2 separate regions of the Mus musculus genome follow, and region 1 is linked to region 2. Evidence: chromatin contacts called from public Hi-C data. All regions are on one chromosome and are shown on one strand. The core of a region is the stretch at or near the end of the contact, and the rest is flanking DNA. Distances in the headings are between cores, read along the strand shown. Region 1 overlaps Stim1 (stromal interaction molecule 1). Region 2 overlaps Stim1 (stromal interaction molecule 1).

Region 1 (5,236 bases), core at 1,779-4,278, 78 kb before region 2:
CCCTCAAAAGGCAAAACTGGCCCCACCTGAGAACCACTGCTCTAAATACTGCATTGAGGCAGAGGTTCTCTAAGGGGATGATTGTACCCCAAGGATGGCTTCTGACCAATCGATCCCTATACAGCTAAGTCATAGGGAAAGATATGGCTTCAGTGTCATGCCAAACCTCAAGGCAATGTTTTGTTTATTTGTTTGTTTTTAGCTCTATGTATTATTCAGTTACCCAGGCAGCAGCCCCATCTAGGCAGGGCTTGATAGCATGGTGTCATCCACCTAAAGTCACGGCAAACTGAACAACATAAGCCATAATGAGCTGTATCCTCCATGTTATCTGTATCTCTGATAGCAACTCTGAGTTTCAGCATGATCTCATGCAACAATCTAATTGAGACACCAGGGCCTCTGATGCCTAAGAGTCAAGTACCTGAAAGTTAAGTCTTATTCTACTTTCTCATTCCACTTTTTTAGTATTGTTAGTGTTTTTGTTTTGTTTGGGATAGGATCTCATATAGACAATATAGGTCCTCATACTTGCTATGAAGTGAAGGACGTCTGTACTCTGAGAGTGATAGGATTACAGGCATGCACCATCAGGCTCAGACTACATTCTCAACACCCCCCACCCCAAAATGGAAAGAATCTCTGGCCAAGGAAGGAAAAAGGCCATACACAGCAAGTATAGAGTGGCTGCTGACAATATGAGACTACAGAACTTGGCAAGAAGAGCTTATAAGAGATCAGGTACAGATTACAGGTGACAAGAATGTCCAAACCCCAAGAGGACATTAGACCAGGAAAACAGTATCCTAAAACCATGCACCTCACCAATCCTGTCTTGTGTGGTCCCTAGAATATCAAAGACATCATCTATAGGCAAAATGATGAACAACACTATACAGAATAAGAAAAGACTAAACTCTAGAGATTATAACAACACTCAAAAGAAAGATACACTTGTAGATATCGGGAGAACATGATTTATTGAATATATATGGTGCCACTGGTAGGTTCTTATGTTCCAGTAGATAGCCCCAACGTGTGTGTGTATGTGTGTGTGTGTGTATGTGTGGTGTGTGTGGTGTGTGTGTGTGTGGTGTGTGTGGGGTGTGTGTGTGTGTGTGTGTGTGTGTGTGTGTGTATGTGTGTATTATTAAAACAAACAAGCAAGAAGTTGGCAAACTGAGTGTTAGAATCAGGGGTGCTTAGGAGGACGGAGGACTACATGAGATAATATTTCATTGCATGCATGTGAAAGATTCTCAAAAATAAAAGTTTTAAAAGAAAGTAAGAATCTACAAGACAAGTAACTGTCATCTCCAATCTCTTTGTTTCTGGATATGTCTGGTTGCTTGGTTAGTTTTGTTTTTTGAAACAAGAGAAACATAGAGCTTACGCTATCTTCAATCTCACTATGTAACTAAGGCTGGCCTTGAACTCCTGATCCTCCAGTCTCCATTTCCCACATTCTAGGATTACAGGCATGTGTGTCTAGGCTTGGCCCTGCTAGCTTTGTATTATAAAATATATAATATAAATTTGAAGCTAAAGACTTTAATTTCCATCTCATCTAACATGGACAATTTGGGATAAATGACTTAACTGATATGAGCCAAAATTTCCCTTTCTTTAAAATATTCATTCTGCCACTCAATAAACATTTATTTAGTACTCTTCCAAGCTAGGCCCTGGAAACAGAGCAGAGCTAAGAAGGAGTTCCCTATTTCAAGTACTATAGCTTACAATCTAGCAATATCTATCAGTAGTAATTGCCTGCACATACATTTATTTTAAAAAGGAGTGCATTGCCTGGAGATCTAGCTCCACAGTTAAGGGAGCTAGCTCATTGCTCTTACAAAGGACCCTGATTCAGTTCACACCCACATCACAGGTCTCACAACAGGAATTCCAGTTCCACACATATAGTGTACATAAACTCATTCAAGCACACACACACACATACTAAGTAAAAGAATAAATAAATACTCCTTTTAAAAAATAGAGTGGGGCTGGAAAGATAGCTCAGTTGTTAAGGGCATCGAGTTCTCTTCCAAAGGACCTGGATTTAATTCCCAGCGCCGACATGCCAGTTCACACTGTCTGCAACTCCAGTTCCGGGGGACCTGACACCGTCACACAGACACGTGCAGGGAAAACAATGCATATGAAATAAAAATACATTTAAAAATAGCATGATCAGAATTTGGGTAAACAGAGATTCAGAACCACCAAAGAAAGAAATAAGAGCAATATCCAGAACTACAAAGTGTGGGTCATGCACAGAGAACACAGATTCCAGTTTGTCTGGAGTCCAAGGTCATAAATAAGGACAAGGAAAATAAGAAGCTGCTGAAGCTAAATGATAAGTTCTTGAAAGTAGGCCATCTCCAACTCAAGGATAATTCATGGAGGTAATTATTAAACACCCCCTACTTACTAGAACCTACTCCAGGACCTAGAAATATAGGAGAATACAAAAGTCACAGATCCTCTGGTGTTTATGATTCTGAGAGGAAAGGCAAAAAAGACGGTCCGAACTGAGTCCATGAGATGCTCCGTAGGTAAAAGTACCTAAAAACCACTTGCTATCAAGCCTGACAAACTGAGTTTCAGTTCCTGGGTCTTACAAAGTGAAAGGAAAAGAGCAACTCCTGCAAACCATCCTCTGACCTCTTACACAGTAAAAGAAGCTGGCATTATAGTCCCATGCTTTTAACCCAGGCAGAGGTAGATGGATCTCTGTGAGTTCAAAGTTAGCTGGTCTACATAGCAAGTCCCAAGCTGGCCAGGGTTACATAGTAATACCATGTCTTAAAAACAAATAAATAATATAATAAATATATAAAAATGAAAAATCTACAATAAAAACATCAAGTGGTAATACAGTACAATTAAGAAAAACTAAGCAGTAAGAGAATAAATGTAAACAGAAAAGTCTTTTTAAGGAAGGAAAGGCCTCTCTGCTGCCGTGCCATCTGATTAGCTGAGGTGGAGCTGTGAGTCATGTGGATACGTGGGGTAAGGGCACATCAGCGGAAGGAACAATAAGTCCCTCCTAGCACTCCAGCTATAGCTATCCTCCAGGCATGTGCCGAGGCAGATCCTGGGCCTTGGCCAATCTTTTCTCTTGCCAGGGAAAGAATACGCAATAAGAAACGAGTCCTGAGTCAGTATCTCTTTCCTATAATGGACTTGTGGCGCCTGTAGATGAAGCCCTCATCTACTTCTGTGGTTTCAAACCCTCACCCCAAGAGAACGACGTCTATTAGGGGAGTTGCCAACCCCTTTTTGAGTCTCCTCACACAGCTATTAGTGCACTGGCTGGTCACCTCGTCAACCTCAGTTAGTCATCTGGTTTGACAGTCAAATATGGCCTGACAGTTACAAATGTGGGCTTTGTAATCATGTGTCTTGAACCAAACATCACTTATTAAATGTAAGATCCCAGTCTCATTTTTGTTACTTATAAAATGGTGATAAGTAGAGTTTTTAGATGGTGTGGTAAAGACATAAGGAACCTCTTTTCCAATAGTAAGTGCTAAAGAAATAGTAGCTGGCCAACAATGGTGGTACAAACCTGGGATCCCAGCACTTGGGAGGTGGAGCCAGAAGGATCAGGTATTCAAGACCTGCCTCAGCTACATCTGCTATCATCACCATTTGTTTATTCACTCATTCATCAATATTTTATTAGTACTCCCTGTTGAAGCTGCTAGGGTGCATCACGAGCACAGAGATGAATCTTCATGAACTCCATCCTTAAGAGCTCTCTCTGAATGAACTTGCAAGAGTAAATGAATGAATAAGACAGTGTGGTAAGTGCTCTCTTTGAGAAATAAGGTGATAAGGAGGCTGAGAGAGACATGGAACTAGTTGACAGAAAAGGCATCACAAAGCTTACTTGTAGGCTAACCTAAAAAATTAAAAAGGGGCAGTAGAGATGGTTCAGTGGTTAAGAACACTGTCTGCTCTTCCGCAGGAATTAGGTTCATTCCCAGCACTCACGTGGTAGCTCACAGCCCTCTGTAACTCCAGTTCCTTCTCTGGAGATTTGACACTCTCTTCTGGCCTCTATGGGCTCCAGGCATACACATGGTGCACAGCCATACATGCAAGCAAAGCACCCATATACACAAAATAAAAGATTTTAAATTTAGTTGAACAACTGAGTTTTCTAATCTATTCTATGAACAAACCAGCTATACAATCCTCCCAAAATGGCTCCTCCTAAGGATGGGATGTAACCTGGAACTGAGTTGTCTAAGAGGTTCCCTTCCTACTGCCATCTGGGAATCTTAGTTCCTAGTATGATGTCAATATCAAACCCCAAAACATCATTGTGAAAATATCTGGGTCTTGGGCCTAGGCCTCCGACGAGAGGCCCACTCCACTAGGTTACTATGCAAGCCTCTGGTCTATTAAACACCATAAGGACATACTATTAAAGGCCCCATACAGAGCTACAACAAAGCACAGAGAAAATCAGGCTAGAGAAATATTGGCGGGGTGGCTGCACAGCAGCAGGACAACCTTGAAGCTTTGGGATGTGAAAAAGTAAGATGGGACAATGGTAGAGACAAGGACAAACTTTTGACTTCTTTCCTAATCTGAGCTGATTTCAGTACTAAGTGTTAGAAAGTGGGATCATATAAAATGCTGACTTCAAGCAAACTGATAGGGAAACTGGCAGGGTAACAGGCTGTAATTAATGTGTTAAGTGCAATGATGATATAAACATAAGAAGTCAGGGGGACACAACACACAGTATCTAGACTGTGGTTTTTCAGGAAAGATTTCAAAAGGAGCTATCTAAAGAGAATGTTTGTTTGAAGCAGGATCTGAGGTAGCTAAAAGTGGCCTCTAAGTCTCTATGTAACCAAGAATGATTTTGAACTCCTAACTCTCTTGCCCCTATTTCCTAAGTGCTTAGCTTACAGGAGTGTGTCATTATACATGATTCACACTGTTCTACTGAGAATATTACCTAGAGTTTCATGTATATTGGGCTAGCATACTACCACTTGAGGCCACTTCCCTTTTTGAGAGAGGGTATCTCTATGTAGTCTTGGCCGTCCTCCTGGAGTTCACTATGTAGACAAACAAGACTGGATCTCCTGCCTCCTGAGTGTTATGACTTATTTTTTTCAAGACGGGGTTTCTCTATGTAGCCCCAGCTGTCCTGGAACTCACTCTGTAGATCAACCTTGAACTCAGAGATCTGCCAGCCTCTACCTCCTAA
Region 2 (4,987 bases), core at 561-3,060:
TTTTTTATATAGCCTAGGGATGGTACTGCCCACAGTAGGCTGAGCCCACCTACAACAATTAGAGACAGAGGAAATGCCCCTACAGACACGGCCCACAGGCTAATCTGATGGAAGAAATTCTTCTACTGGGGTTCCTTCTTCCTAGTGACAAATTCAGATTGTGTCAAATCAACAATGAAAACTGCAGTGGAAACTTAAGGATTATTTGGAAAATCAGTTGTATTGGATGATGTTTCGCTGGGGCAAACACATGAAGGAACATTTATTTAGCTGAAGTGGACTGAAGGCTAAGGCAGACTCATGAAGGAACTTTTCGCTGAAGCAGACACAGGAGAAAGGATGTTCTGCTAAAGCAAGTGAGAAGACATGTGATGAGGGATTCTTTGCTACTCACATGTATTGGTCTGCCTTACATTGTGTAATTGATCTGCATTTGTCAGGACTCCATAGAGAAAAATGCACCAAAAAAAAAAAAAAAAAATCTGGTGGTGTGCTGCAGTTTCTTGCTACTTCTGCAGATTTGGGCTGATTGGCAGAGTGGTGTCAGCTGAGACAGACGCAAGTGCTGAGGCAAGACCCGTGGAGAACATATGGTGTTTGGGGAGTATAAATAGGACTCAATGGACAGTGATGGAGGCTGAGCTAGCTTGCTTATAGAGATAGCTGTGCAACACTTGTTGGTCTCACGATTGTTGGTCTTGAATCTTCGCTGATCTTTGGTTCGATGAGAGGCACAGCCAAGAACTTTTCCTGGTGTTTCTGTTGGTTCTCCTACTGACTCATGCTAAGGCTGAGGCCTGGCTGTCTCTACTAGGTAATGCCACCACTGCTGATTCGTGTTTGCTATCCTGACTTTACCGAACTAGACTGCTTGTATATCTGTAAAATGTTTGCTAGTGGATCGAACCACCCCTACTAACCTATGAACAGAGTTGTTCCAGAGAACCTTTCTAAACAGATTCCCTTCCCCACTTTCACTTTTCCATTACCTCTAGTGGGTGGTGGACTACAAAGGAGATTAAAGTGTTTAAAAACCATCATTAAAAATAGGTTTTTACACAGGGCCCCTAATGAAGGAGCTAGAGAAAGTACCCAAGGAGCCAAAGGGGTCTGCAACCCTATAGGAAGAACAACAATATGAACTAACCAGTACCCCCAGAACTGTGTCTCTAGCTGCATATGTAGCAGAGGATGGCCTAGTCAGCCATCATTGGGAGAAGAGGCCCTTTGTCTTGTGAAGATCATATGCCCCACCCAGTACAGGGGAATGCCAGGGCCAGGAAGCAGGAATGGGTGGGTTGGGGAGCAGGATGGGGGGTAGGGTATAGGGGGCTTTGGGGATAGCATTTGAAATGTAAATGAAGAAAATATCTAATAAAAATTATGTTTTTTAAAAAAAATAGGTTTTAAAAAAATTAAAGTTACAGAAAACTAACCAGGACAACGAACCTCCAATTTCTTCTACTAAACTAAAGAAGGTATTCACAGAGGGTTACAGACATTATAATTCCACCGGTATGAAACACTCTGAACAGGTAAACCCTATTGATAGTTATTAGGAGGAGGAGAAAATGGGGGAAAACTGCTTTAAAACATAAAAAGATATTCTTTTGGAGTAATGGAAGTATTTTAGTTTTGCTTGGTTTTGTTATTGTTACTGTTTGGTTTTGCTTTCTGCTTTTCTTCTCAGTACTGGATCTAAACCACAGCCTTGAACATGTTATACAAGCACTCTAACACTAAGCTGCACCCTCATCGTGAAGGAACTACATAGTGTGATAGGTATACTCTTTATACAAACTGTCCCTCCCCTACTTCCTGGTTACACTATCTGGTTCCTGTGTGGTTAATATGTGATCTCTCTGCTTCCTGGTCTTGCCACCATGCCTTTCCCACCATTACAGACATCTAGCCTTCTGGTTCTGTAAGCCAAAATAAAGTCTGTCTTGTATAAGCTATTTGGGTTATGGTATTCTATCAATCGCAGTAACAATGTAGTAACTAATAGGGAAGGACTGCAGAAGGAATTCCCAGAAGGTAAACTAGTTTTCACATAGACTGAGAATAATGTCTTCTGATTCTTAGTGCTTGTTCTTTCTCCTGATCTAATTACACAATTCACATAAAAATACTTCTCAGGGCACTTAGCATATGCCTTTTGCCAAGCGGTTATCATTCTATAGCTTAGTTAACTCTTCACAAGTAGTTTGTCAAAAGGATCAAGCTCCACGGTTGAAATGTTGTACAAACTAAAGTAGCACAAGGAACTACTCCCACTAAAGGAGTGCCTGGTGCCCTCGGGTTGGTTTGTTTGTTTGTTCTCTGTAAAAAAAAAAAAAAAAAAAAAAAAAAGCATACAAATTGCAACTTTTAGTACCTCTAAGGCTCTGGTAAAAGGTTTCAGAAAGTGGCTAGAGAAATGGCTCAGTGGTTAGTGTGGGACCGTGAAGGTAGCTTGGTGACCAGTTGAGCTAAGGTTTGAAGCCCCAGAAGCCCCAGAAGCCCTAAAGGGAAACCCTGAAGGGACCATAGGTGCTTCCCCTGTTCCCAGGTACCAGGCCCCTGTCATTAGCTGCAGCTCCCCACAGATTTGTGGCCATAAGGGCAACACTCCCAAGTCCCTCCACTTTTAGAGGACATGCAGGCTCAAGACAGATCTCCATTTTAATGAGGTATTTAAGGCCTGGAGGGCTTAGCCAATAAGCTTTCTTTTCACACTCCTCCCCTGCAAAAGGTATTTAACCTCAGGCCCACCCTGAGAAGTGGGGTACGGTTTTACACATCCACTTTCTGCCAGGACAATAAATGCCTTAAAACCATGGACTGCCTCTTTTCACCGGGATCCGCCATGAGGAGCCATGGAGAAGACGTTAACCCATAGAGCCGCAGTCTAATCTCCCATAGAAGTTCTCTCTGTGCTCCCAGCCACGACCGCAAAGCCCAAGCTCAAGCCTGCCTGCCATCAGTCTGAGCTCCCTACCCACCCACCCCCCTCATCTAGGCCCCCTCTCTGTTCTCAGCTCTTTCGAGGCTTCCAGGGGCCTGAGAACCAGATGGCCCCAGCCTAGTGGCAGGCCTGGGGACCCCCCCAAGCCTTGTCCTGGGGCTGCCCTAAGTGCAGTTAACTCCTATGTTGTACCTCCCAGAGTGGCTATGCTGTATGGCAGAGCAGACTCGGGACCCATAACCTTACAGTTAGGAACACGTATTGCTCTTGTAGAGGATCTAAGTTCAGTTCCTAGTCTATGTCAAGGAGCTCACACTGCCTGTAACTCCAGCTCTAGGGAAGTCAATATTTGCACATATCCCCCAAAGCCACATATGTATATACACAATTAAAAATAAAAAATAACGTTTTTATTTTATCATATTTATTTACTTTATTATAATTGAAAATAAAATTAAAGGAAAACCAGATGAATACCTTCCTTCAATGCCAGAAATGAAGTCATATCCCCTCTAGGCAAGTACCAGTTCCCAAATTCTATCCTTTTCCCTCTGAACCATTCATATCTGGCCCTTGCAAGGGTACTCAAGAGTCAAAACATTAAACCTCTAGTTGAAAAAATAGCAGTGTGAAGCAGGAGCCCATTTTAAAGACCCAACTGAAGTTTGGCTCCACTATTAATTAGTGTATGTCTTCTAAATCTATTCATTGCACAAACAGTAAAAATGCTCACTTTGGGGTCCTGTGTGAACATTAGAACCTACAAAAAATGTCTGTCATCCAGAAGTAACCTAGTAAGTGGTGTTGTAAATGCTTACTATAAAAGACAAGGTTTCCCTGTCTATTTCACACCTAATGGCTGCAGGCTTGCACAGTGCAGTGAAGTTTACAGCGCCACAATAAATGGCCTATTCTGAGAGCCCCAGCACCTTCACTGATTACAATTACTAATTTCTTCTCCTTTTAACTTTTTATCAGCTCAGTTCGCTATACTCCCTCCAACTTATGAAGAAATAAGATCGTCAAACCCTCTCTTAGAAACAATTATCCTATTCCTTCCCTTCAGATGAGAAGTCTTTTGTTGCCTCTGTCTTCAGCCACAGCAGTCTAGCTTCCGTCCCCACCCTCCACGGAAGCTGTTATCACTAAGGTCACCAGACTCAGTAGCTTCATTTCAGGGCTCACCCTACTTGTTCTCTGCTACAACCGACACTTTTCCCTGTTAGAGATTGTTCATCTGGCGTCCCAGAATGAACTTTCTCTCCGACTGCTCCTCCTCAGGCTGCTTAACTTCTATCAGAATACATCAGAGGTCCTCAGGCTCTATTCTCAACTCCGTCCCTAGTTTTTAAACTACTCAGTAGATCTCTCCCAGCTTTGATGGTTTCCACTACCACTTTCATCATTCTCAGCTATGTATTTCTTTTTATCTCAGGATCTTTAAAACTTATCTCCCCAAGTAGCAGATATTTTCTCTTTGATGTCCCCCATAAGTATCTCAGAAAATATTTCTCTGTCTGTCTCTGCCCCCCTCTTTCTCTCACACACACCCACCCACACACACAAACACACACACACACATACATCATTTTGAAAGCATGACACTATCCAATCACCCAACATCACTTGCCTTACCCTTTAGTCACATAATTTAAGTCAATCATCATTATCTACTGCAGCTGCTGACTTTTGGCTGTTTCCCTGCACTGGGGCTTATTGTTGGGGAGGGTTTTTAATTTGGCTTTTTTTTTTTTTTTTTTGAGAGGTGGTCTAATGTAGCCAGGGCTTGCCTGGAAATCACTATGTAGCCAAAGCTGGCCTTGAAATCCTGATCTTCCTGCTTTCATCTCCCAAGTACAGGAATTATGGGTGTGAGCCACCAAGCCCAGCTCTAACCTCTAATTTTTCCATGCTGAGCTTCTGATGTCACTCTCTACCTTAGATATCCACAGGACAGTTCAGCTCCAATAGTATTTATTTAAGCTTTGTCATAAAACACAAAGGACTCTGGATCTGGGCCTCTACACACATCCAGCTTCA

Evidence for each region. A called contact is a pair of places that touch in the nucleus more often than the background predicts.
Region 1: a contact with region 2 is called in a Hi-C map of group 2 innate lymphoid cells, with 1.9 times the contacts expected there. The contact joins two enhancer-like sites. A contact is called at or near these places in 2 of 15 datasets of contacts at CTCF or cohesin (CD8 T cells and the NIH/3T3 cell line), 2 of 484 Hi-C or Micro-C datasets (embryonic fibroblasts and group 2 innate lymphoid cells), 5 of 115 datasets of contacts at active chromatin or transcription factors (the 230-238 cell line, CD8 T cells, embryonic stem cells and 2 more) and 1 of 9 other capture datasets (embryonic stem cells).

Annotation. Positions count from the first base shown.
Region 1 is chr7:102,393,898-102,399,133 of GRCm38.p6, reverse strand. The region is part of intron 3 of Stim1 (stromal interaction molecule 1); the gene reads right to left. Among named protein-coding and RNA genes, the nearest start is that of Rrm1, 45 kb to the left of the region's middle. Within about 2 kb of position 3,028, at least 59 of the 459 cell types and tissues checked have an H3K27ac peak or open chromatin away from gene starts, as enhancers often do. A contact at or near this core is called in group 2 innate lymphoid cells, where this site is marked.
Region 2 is chr7:102,314,789-102,319,775 of GRCm38.p6, reverse strand. The region is part of intron 1 of Stim1 (stromal interaction molecule 1); the gene reads right to left. Among named protein-coding and RNA genes, the nearest start is that of Stim1, 49 kb to the right of the region's middle. Within about 2 kb of position 1,810, at least 51 of the 459 cell types and tissues checked have an H3K27ac peak or open chromatin away from gene starts, as enhancers often do. A contact at or near this core is called in group 2 innate lymphoid cells, where this site is marked.